2 separate regions of the Pan troglodytes genome follow, and region 1 is linked to region 2. A link is a contact called in public HiChIP or PLAC-seq data. All regions are on one chromosome and are shown on one strand. The core of a region is the stretch at or near the end of the contact, and the rest is flanking DNA. Distances in the headings are between cores, read along the strand shown.

The links. HiChIP or PLAC-seq counts read pairs in DNA pulled down with a chosen protein or histone mark.
Region 1: an H3K4me3 HiChIP or PLAC-seq map of stem cell-derived excitatory neurons shows a contact between it and region 2, with 5 times the contacts expected there. The contact joins the promoter of SLC35F1 here to the promoter of NUS1 in region 2. A contact is called at or near these places in 1 of 7 Hi-C or Micro-C datasets (stem cell-derived neural progenitor cells) and 1 of 1 datasets of contacts at active chromatin or transcription factors (stem cell-derived excitatory neurons).

Annotation. Positions count from the first base shown.
Region 1 is chr5:129,804,247-129,809,156 of NHGRI_mPanTro3-v2.0_pri, forward strand. It overlaps SLC35F1 (solute carrier family 35 member F1), which reads left to right and starts at 2,781. Exons shown (of 9, transcript XM_009451898.5): 1 at 2,781-3,472. The coding sequence starts at 3,300.
Region 2 is chr5:129,573,941-129,579,040 of NHGRI_mPanTro3-v2.0_pri, forward strand. NUS1 (NUS1 dehydrodolichyl diphosphate synthase subunit) reads left to right here and starts at 1,294. Exons shown (of 5, transcript XM_518713.9): 1 at 1,294-2,012. The coding sequence starts at 1,598. LOC129144311 (a long non-coding RNA gene) reads right to left here and starts at 1,274. Exons shown (of 5, transcript XR_010158157.1): 1 at 1,024-1,274.

The DNA of each region.
Region 1 (4,910 bases), core at 1,531-4,030, 230 kb after region 2:
TGATACGGGGAAAGCATATGGCCACTGGTCATTTGCAGCAGCACAAGCAATTCCAGATAGTTGTTCAGCAATTTGGGGAGGATCATCAGTTACCTCTGGTGCATGACTGTGAAGCTTTTTTCTCAATAATGTGCATAGGTGCAGTCTATGCTAAACAGATTAGTCAGTGCCTGGTGACTCTGACACAGGCCAAACTTCACTCTTCCCCACATCAGTGGACATGTCTTCAAAATGAGAAACACTAAAGAAGGTATAGCTGATAGCCAACTTCTGCTTCCTTAAGGAATTCAACAGAACTAGTCTGTGCCTGAAGAGAAATTCGGGTGATATAATGGTAAGAGAGGCAGAATTTTTTGTGGCATGGAAATTCTGCAATAGCATCATACCACTAACCACAGCTGACAAAGAGGAGGTAAACTGAGAAGTAGGCATGTCCCTGGAACCCACATGCCACCACTGAAAACTACATACAGATCCTTAGCCCATTGCCTTCATCTCCTTTCCTTTTGGTCAGAGCTCGTGAACTGATTTTGAGGTCAGGGATGGACAAAAGTCTTGCAGCAGGAAAAAGGGAAGCAGCCCTTTTCTACATCTTTTATGTTTAATTTCATGTCAGACACACCATTATGACACTTGGACCTTTGACTCCTGTTTACTTACTTCACAAATGTTATCTAGCTACTTAAATATTTTTTTCTTTTAGAGATGGTGTCTTGCTATGTTGCCCAAGCTGGCCTCTACCTCCTGGGCTCAAGCCATCCTCCTGTCTTAGCATTAAGAGTAGCTGGGACTACAGGCACACACCAACACACTTGGCGGTTAGCTACTTTCTAAGAAATGAGCATGGAGTACAGAATCAGAGGATAAGAAGGGATCTGATGCTGTATCCCCCCAGAAATGGAGTAACAAAAGCATAAGGCTTGAATCTGCATTGAGGTCTTACCAACAAGATTGAAATTTTACATCTCTCATCTTGTTCTTCTTTCATCTTGGTTTTCTCCCTTCCTGACTCAGAGGAGATGTAGAGCATTTGGATTTAGTAGTCCCTCTAGAGAAATGACCAGATGCAAATGCAGACATTGAAGTGCAGACACAGCACTGAGTCGTGATGTGCCAAAAACATTCAAAGGGAGGCAAGCCAAATGTGAAGGAAGAGGGCACTGAAGCAACCAGTTATTCAAGGCAGACACCTGAAATTACCATAAATGTTGTTTTAATAGAGAGACTTCTACCACGATTTGCTGCCAGGTTCAGCTGAAGTGCATTTTATTCATGTCTGCTACATTCGGTGGGTCCACTAAGGGTAAATTTATTGCCACTATCGGAATTTTAATGTCCAAGAGGCTACAAGCCTTGGTCCTGTTTGTAATAATTCTTCAGAGTGTCCTGTGCAAATCTGAGGTGGAAAAATCAGAGAATGAAAGGTTGTTGAGAAAGAACAGGACGACATTTTAATTATAAAAGGGAAAATGTTCCAATTGGGGTTAATTTCTGTAGAAAGAAACCTCAGGGATATTTCAGGTAGCAAGTAGGTTTTACAGAATTGAAATATAGATTGAAGAGATTTTGCAAATACCCGTTTTCTCATATTTTTGATGATTAAAAAAAGACTCCGAATTTTGTTAAAGGAATGGGACCTTGTTAACTGAACAAAGAATCCCATCTTATTTATATCCTTCCATATTCCTTTTCTCCTCTGTTGAAAGGACATAGTCCATTCCTTTTTTGAGTGTTATTTTCTCCCCAATTCCCTCTCTCAGTGGCAAATCCTATCACTGGTATTTTTAATTTGCTGGTTTCAGAGCATTTGGATTCAGTAGTGGTATCAGCATGCCTTTGTGTGAACAAACTTACCTGTTAAACTTACTCAATTCCCTGCACTGAAGCGAAGAGTTTTTAAAAATGCATATCATTTTTCAAGGCAAGATCCCTATCTAAACAGTCTAAATAAAGGAAAATTTGAAAAATATCTCTCTTTCAAGAATCGGGTATTAATTGGGATCTGGATCAATCGGTATAAGAATGCCCGGGACAGAGAGTCAGTTTCCATTGGTAGAAATATGGTCCAAGATTTCTGTGGCAGATACACAGGACTTTCCCTTTTGGAGTTGGGGGACTATTAAAGGAGCTGTTAGGCTCCCCTGCTGCGTGGTTTACCTCATTTAAGTCTTACAACTCCCCTGGGAGAAAGACATGAGTAGTCTCGCTGCAGAGAAGAATGTCTCAGAATTTAATTGCTTAGAGTCTCTGCGGATAAGTTTCAGATGTGCCACTGAAACTCAAATCTGCCTACGTTCCTTTCACAGCACTACATTGCCTCAAATGGAGACGTTTTGAGTTGGTCTGATATGCTTTTTCCAGTTCCCAGAATTGATTCTTTGTGAGAAGTAGTTTTTCCTCCCATTTCCTCCAGGCCAATTATGGCGAATGTAGTAGGAGCAACATCTAGGATTCTCCGTTTGGGTTTCTAACCTGGGGCCGGCACCTGTCTCGGCGTCCTGCCGCTGTCCCAGGCCGGTGGTGCTGGATTCCGCGGCGCTTGGGCAGAAACGAGGAATCCCCGCCAACTCCACAGGGAGGATCTATTCCCAGCCCCCTTATCCCCCTAAAAAACACCCAAACCAAAACAATCACCACAACCTAGACCGTGGGCCTCTGCGGACGGGGCAGTAGAGGGTCGGGGGCAACAAGGCACCTCGGCAGCGCCCTCTGGCGAGAGGAGAGCGAGCAGGTCCCCCGCCCGCGCCCCGCTCTACCGCCGCCGCCGCCGCCGCCGCCGCCGCGGCGCCCCCGCCCGGCTCTCCGGGTTCACTCTCGGTCTCTCACTCCGTGAGACACAGACGGTAGCTTTCCGACCGAGCGGGGCACAGGCTGAGGCGGCGCCAGCACAACTGCCGCCGCGCGCCCCGAGGAGACCCGGGCACGAGGAAACAAGGCGAAGCCAGGACTCCTTCCCCGGAACCGACCGGCAGCTCCGCGCCCCCGCGCGACACCCTTCGCAGCCACTTCGCGGGGCGGGCCAGGACTTGGGGACGCGGCTCGGGAAGAGCCGGGGCGGGCGGCGGCGGCGGCGGCACGGGCGCGAGGGTGCGCGCACTGGGACTGGAGAGGAGTCAGTGGCGGGCTGGGCGGCGGCGGCCGTAGCCGCGGGTGCCTCCCCGCCTCACCGCTTCGCAGGCAGCACCGCCTCCCGGGCCGCGGCCGCCCGGCCGGGTCCTCTGCGCGTTCCCGGGCCGGGAGCCGGCACACGATGCGCCCGGCTGCGTTCTGATCGCCGCCGCGCCTCAGCCTCTGCCGCGATGATCCCCCCTGAGCAGCCGCAGCAGCAGCTGCAGCCGCCGTCGCCAGCCCCGCCGAACCATGTGGTGACCACCATCGAGAACCTGCCGGCCGAGGGCAGCGGCGGCGGCGGGAGCCTGTCCGCCTCCTCCCGGGCTGGCGTGCGCCAGAGGATCCGCAAAGTGCTGAACAGGTGAGCGGCGGCGCTGGGCGAGGGCGCGGGGGGCGGGGGCTGCTGGCGCCCGGCTCCGGGTCCCCTCCGTCCCTGGGGCGGCCCACGGGTCCTTTGGGACGGGGTTGCGGCCGGAGGAGACTGAGGAGATCGGGCGACGACGCGCTCCGCGTTCGCAGAGAGGCCGCGGCAGCTTTGTCCCGGCGCAGGGAGCCCTGGAGTGGCGGAGCTGCAGCTGGTCCGAGGCGGGAGTTCGGGGAGAGGCGGGGTTTTTCGTACCTAGCCACCCTGTATGTGTGTCCGCACTCACACCCTCCATACGCGTGCCGCCTCACTTCCCTTTCCCTCTCGCACTCCGGTTTTGCGATCGGGGGTCGGGGGGACGCGGGGACCCGGCCAGGGCTGAGGAGGGAGGCGCGGGGCTGCAGAGATGGCGTGGAAGTCCTGGGCCTCGTGCTGTCCTCCGCCCCGCCCCGCCCGGGGGCTTCGACCCCTTGCCGGGGGGGATGGGGTCGCAGCGACAGCCTAGCAGGCAGAGGGAACCCACTTCTTCAGCCTGACGCTCCAGTCGCCTCTCGGACTCTTCCTGGCTGGGAGCAGCGAAGAGAGGGCTAGAGGCCTGGAACAGACCCAGCAAAGTGCAAAACATTGCGGGCAGGGTGTGAGCCGGCGGCGCCCAGTTATTCCGAAGCGCCCATGCCGGAGGGGGCGGGTGCCGATCGCTGGCGCCTCCAGTGCTGGAATCTGCGTAGTGGATTCAGGACGTTGACGTTTTAGGATGAGGACCTGGGTTGACGTGAAAATGGGGGTACCTCTGGCACCTCTGACTCAACTGTGATGTGAAAGGGACTTTTTCTACTTAAGTAACTTGAAATGGTTGACGAGCTGACACATTAAAAAATTGTATAGGGAATGGGTTTTGTGTTCTTTTTTGTTTGGATGCGTGGGTGCCTTTCGATGCATCTGTAGGGGTAACTGTTCCAGTCGCTCTGTTCATACAGGTTTCTGTGTGGCACTGTGTTGGGTAGCAGAGATTCCCAACGAATTCACACCTAACTGTCTGGGGCTCAAAGCTCTGGTGGGAATACAAACTATGTACAGAAATAGAATCTTGAGAAATATCCTTATTTTGGGAGTATAGTTTAATTTAGTTATATCAAATCCCGAACCATTCAAGAATCCCTGGTGGAGAATTAATGCGTGCGTTAGTTTATTTGCGGGTACTTCTGTAGCTTTCCATTTATTATCAAACAGAAAGAAATTCACTCTGACGGGAGACACGAGTTGGTAATAGAACTAAGTCTTTGCTTTGTAGCTGAGAATACCACCTTCCAAAAGATAAAGTAGAATAAAGCAAGAAGACGCTGGCTCAGTACATATTATGTGGGTTTTGTATTTTTTATGAATACCTGTGAGTTTTTTTTTGAATTGCAATTACCTTGTCATTGGCTGTTTAAAT
Region 2 (5,100 bases), core at 44-2,543:
CCAGGAGAGAAAGAAGTGTGTGAAAGGTGTGCCTGGTGCCCAGCCCTCAGTTCTTCAGGCTGCACTGCCAAAGGGAGGAAAATTGCACTGCGAAAGGGAGATGGACATGAGATTCAACTTTTAAAGTAAAGTTAAATGAGTCTTAGAAACCAAAATGAGACTAGTTGAAAAAGTGACAATGTTAGAAAAATTAAGTCACATAGCCAAGACGTGAACAGATGTTTCCCAGGGGGAAAAAGAGGCTTTAGCGAACAAAGAATAGGTAGGTATTACAAAAATGCAACTGTTTACACACACACACGTGTGTAAATATGTGTGTATACGTGTGTGTATACGTGTGTGTATGTGTACAGTTGCATTTTTGTAATACCTCCCTAATCTTTATATATATACTTATATAAATACAAATAATATAAATATTATTGTTGCACACACACATACATATGATGACAGAGGATGTGGCATGTAGGATAAACCTTGAGAAATGGGTTGGAATGTCGGCAATACCAAGTCGGGAATCAGGAATTCAGGAGAAGAGCTTGAACAAAAAGGGCAAAGACAGTACAGACTTACCGCGGGGAAGTACAAAACCATTCTAGAGGGCCACGTCGAAGTCCACATGGACAGAAACATTAGGGTGTTAAAGGGGATGATAAGGCTTGGATGAGCAGTTTGCTTCAAACAGTGGCGGTCATTGAAGTCAGGCACAATGTCTATTTTTCTCCCCACTGTAAACCTAACCCACGGCGGTTGGTCAAAGTCTTGCCGAATAAAAAAAAAAAAAAAAAAAAAAGAATGAAGTGACTGGACTGCCAAGCTGTAGAGCCTCTACTAAGCAATGTACAGCCAGGAAAGGATACCTTAGATGAGAATGACATGGGTAGAGGGGTGTTTCAGGAACATGGCTAAAGATCCTCGCTCTCAGCCTCAGCTGGGAGGCTGAATAAAGGACAGTAGCAGGACCACTCCAGCCTTTGAGGACACTTTTGGAAACCCTGGTGGATTCCCAGCATCAACACTTACTGAGGGCTGCTTTCCATCCCTAGGTTCTTTCCGGCATTTGTAATTTCCAATCCACTTAGGACACTTCTACTCCTCAGAAACCGTTTCTGTCGGGGCCGTGAGAGGAGACAGTATAAGACTTCCTGGACCCAAGGGACGCCGGGTCCCCTGGAAGCGCCCATCGCATTGAAGACCACGTGTGCCTTGCTGGTGTCCCATTCAGAAAAGTCCCGGGTCGTTCGCTCATCGCCCTCCACGCGACCAGGGGGCGCCCGCGGTATCGGCCCGGCTAGTTCGCAGGCGTGCGCCTTCCCTCACTGCGCCGGGCTGGGCCACATTCTCCGACACAGAAGCCGCGTCAGAATTCTACGCTGCCCAATCAGAACTGTCCATGTACTACTGGGGGCGGGGCTGCCAAGGGAGGAGGAAGATGGCGGCGGGGGCGAGGTGAGGTGTTGGCAGTGGAAAGGGGTTCGGGCTCGGGGGGCGGGGGGACGCGGAGCGATGGCCCGCGCCGGCCGCAGGGGCGGATAAAAAGCCGTCGCGCCGCGGGAGTGGGCGGGAGGGAGAGGGGGTGTCCAAGGGCCACAAGAGTATGACGGGGCTGTACGAGCTGGTGTGGCGGGTGCTGCACGCGCTGCTCTGTCTGCACCGCACGCTCACCTCCTGGCTCCGCGTTCGGTTCGGCACCTGGAACTGGATCTGGCGGCGCTGCTGCCGCGCCGCCTCTGCCGCGGTCCTAGCGCCGCTCGGCTTCACGCTCCGCAAGTCCCCGGCAGTCGGCAGGAACCGCCGTCACCACCGGCACCCGCGCGGGGGGTCGTGCCTGGCAGCCGCACACCACCGGATGCGCTGGCGCGCGGACGGTCGTTCCTTGGAGAAGCTGCCTGTGCATATGGGCCTGGTGATCACCGAGGTGGAGCAAGAACCCAGCTTCTCGGACATCGCGAGCCTAGTGGTGTGGTGTATGGCCGTGGGCATCTCCTACATTAGCGTCTACGACCACCAAGGTGAGGCCCGGTGCGGTGGTGGGGGGTGGCCGAGGCGTCTTGGACCGCTAGACCGCTGGTCTGGCGGGTGGTGCCCATGGCACGAGTTGCCGCGGCCTCTCTGCAAATCACAGCGCTAGCGCTTTCGAGGAAGGGAGATCAGCTTTATTGAACACCTACTAATTCTCTGGATTTGACTCAGTCGCTTTTTAACATTTTAAAAATATCCCTTGGCCGGGCGCGGTGGCTCATGCCTGTAATCCCAGCACTTTGGGAGGCCGAGGCGGACGGATCACCTGAGGTCGGGAGTTCGAGACCAGCCTGACTAACATGGAGAAACCCCGTCTCTACTAAAAATACAAGATTAGTCGGGCGTGGTGGCACATGCCTGTAATCCCAGCTACTAGGGAGGCTGAGGCAGGAGAATCGCTGGAACCCGGGAGGCGGAGGTTGTGGTGAGCCGAGATCGCGCCACTGCACTCCAGCCTGGGCAACAAGAGCGAAACTCTGTCTCAAATAAGTAAATAAATAAAAATAAATAAATAAAAAATCTCTTATTCGTTATAATACCGCAGTAATGTAGATGGTATTTGTATACCCTTGCCAAGGTTTAAAAACATTAACTGATTTGCCCAAGGCCACAAGATCGTAATGGAGCCACAAAGATCGGAATGAGGATATTGGAATTTTAGCCATTCTGTGCTTTTTCACAATCTTTGCCTTTGGTTACAGCACACTGTTTCTTTAAGAGAGCTTCCAGGCGCTGTTCTTAAGTCGCAGTGAGGCTATAGAGGACTTAGGCATGGGCTGTGTGATAGGTACTGCAAATGGGAGCGGTGGGGGTCAGGTGGTATTTGAACTGGGTTTGTGAAAAATATGTGAGAGATTGGATAGGCAGAAAAGAAAATGGTCCCTTTCTGTCTTGGAAGCCTGGGATGGTTTGTGATCCTTCATCATCAGTGCCCAACACAGTACTTGATAGAATTGTCCTCTCATACGTTTTGATTGAGGGAATGAATTTCACCATAGGGAGTTTTTGTAAGTACAAAAATTCAGTACTTATTGGGTAGCTACAAACCTAAAGCACTGTGCTAGGCATATTCCTTGGAATCTTGCATTTAATTCCATGGACTCTCAGGCTTGTTAGGAGGTAGGCACACACTCACATATTTGACAAGGTTAATAACAAGAAGTGTTGAGAGTAAAATTACTATTGTGAGAAGAGAGGAGAGAAATTGTGAATGAAGGAACTTGAGAAGTTCATGCAGTGGAGGTGGGATTTAAGCAGGACCTTGAAGAATAGGTAGGAGATAAGTTGAGGAAGACTCAGGTTTGGGATGTCAGATTTGATTTTCAATCAGATCTTGAAAGCATTGGAATTTCTTTAAAGATAAAGATGTGAGAAGAATGATTTAAGAGTATTGGTATGAAGGGAAGAAAACAAAAGTTTTATTCTCTGTTCAATAAATTACCTGTGTGCTCTAGAGAAGCATACATCTTTGTCAGATTGGTAAATTTAAGTGCAGGGTTTTGTCAGAAAGGGAAGGCATAGGCCAGACAGTAACGCTTACAGGGTGATCTCTGATTGCCCTATCATCTTTCCTGCAGCCCGCAAGGAACATGATGACGCAGTAGCCTGTCATCACCAAATGATGATTTGCCCTATAGGGTAAAGTTTGATATATTCAGAGACTGACATTTATGGAACTTCCTAAAGAACTCAGCAGACCAATAGAAATCATGAGACTGTTAGGAGATGACACAATCCATGCCTAAACCAATGCAACCAGTTTTGCTTGGGGAAAAAAATAGGTGAAGCAAAAGTGGACATCAAAGGCATTAAGCAACGTGGTGGATTGATGTACAGCCAGGTGATTCTTTTAAAGCAAGTATCTTTATCTTCTAGTAGGGAAGGAAAATGTATAGCTAAATTGTTTGACTTGATGACCGTGCCTACTAGTACAGACTATAATGTTGCCACATTTCCTTGTTCCGGCAAGTCCTGTGTTTAAATTGCTGATGTGATTCAGAAGTATCCTGTGTCATAGTTGCTAAAAGAAAAATGATTAGTAATTAAAAGGAAGAAGTAAGCTAAGCCAAGTTTTGGCTGAGAACTGAAAGGCACCTTAAGGAGCATTTTCAGTGAAAGGGCTTACAGGATTTTGTATCTTAACTGTAAAATCAGTTTTTTTGTTTGTTTTTTTTAAAAGAATAAGAAATATTCCTGAAATAAGAGACCTTCAATTAGTCCATTCTTGGTTTTGATTCGTTCATACATTCATTTACAGGTGACAGTTGGGGTCTGTTAAGTACCAGATACTCTTCCAGACATGGGAATGCAGCAATGTACTCATGGAACTTAGATTTCAGTGGGAGTCTGACAAATAATATACGTGGGTAAATATGTGGTAATGTAAGTGCAATGAGGAAAAGTAAAGCAGAGAAGGGAAGATAGGAATGTTGAAAGTCAGTGGTGTAGGAAGGGGTACAGTTTTAAATAGGGAGGCCAAGGAGAGGCTCTTTGAACATAGACTTGAAAATGTAGGCCATGTGGATATGTAAGAATCACTCAGAGGGAGTATAGACATGTAAGCTTTATTTAGTGTTTCTTTTTCAGTGGTTTTTTTTTTTTTTTTTTTTGAGACGGAGTCTCACTCTGTCACCCAGGCTGGAGTGCAGTGGTGTAATCTAGGCTCACTGCAACCTCCGTCTCCCAGATTCAAGTTCTCCTGTCTCAGCCTCCCCAAGTAGCTGGGACTACACGTGCTGCGCGCCACCCCGCCCTGCTAATTTTTGTATTTTTAGTAGAGACAGGGTTTTGCCATATTGGCCAGGCTGGTCTCGAACTCCTGACCTCAGGTGATCTGCCCGCCTTAGCCTCCCAAAGTGCTGGGATTACAGGTGTGAGCCACCGCGCCCGGCCATATTCAGTGTTTCTAAATAAATGTCTGTTTAAGCTTATTTCTACATAGATATTTAACATATGAAAAATCCTATTGACATACTCGTAAATGCCACTGGGATACAAGAAGTACAAGAAATGGTGTCTCTTAAAGAGTTTCCACTCAAGTAAGGATGTCCATTAAAAATTAACACAAGCTAATATAGA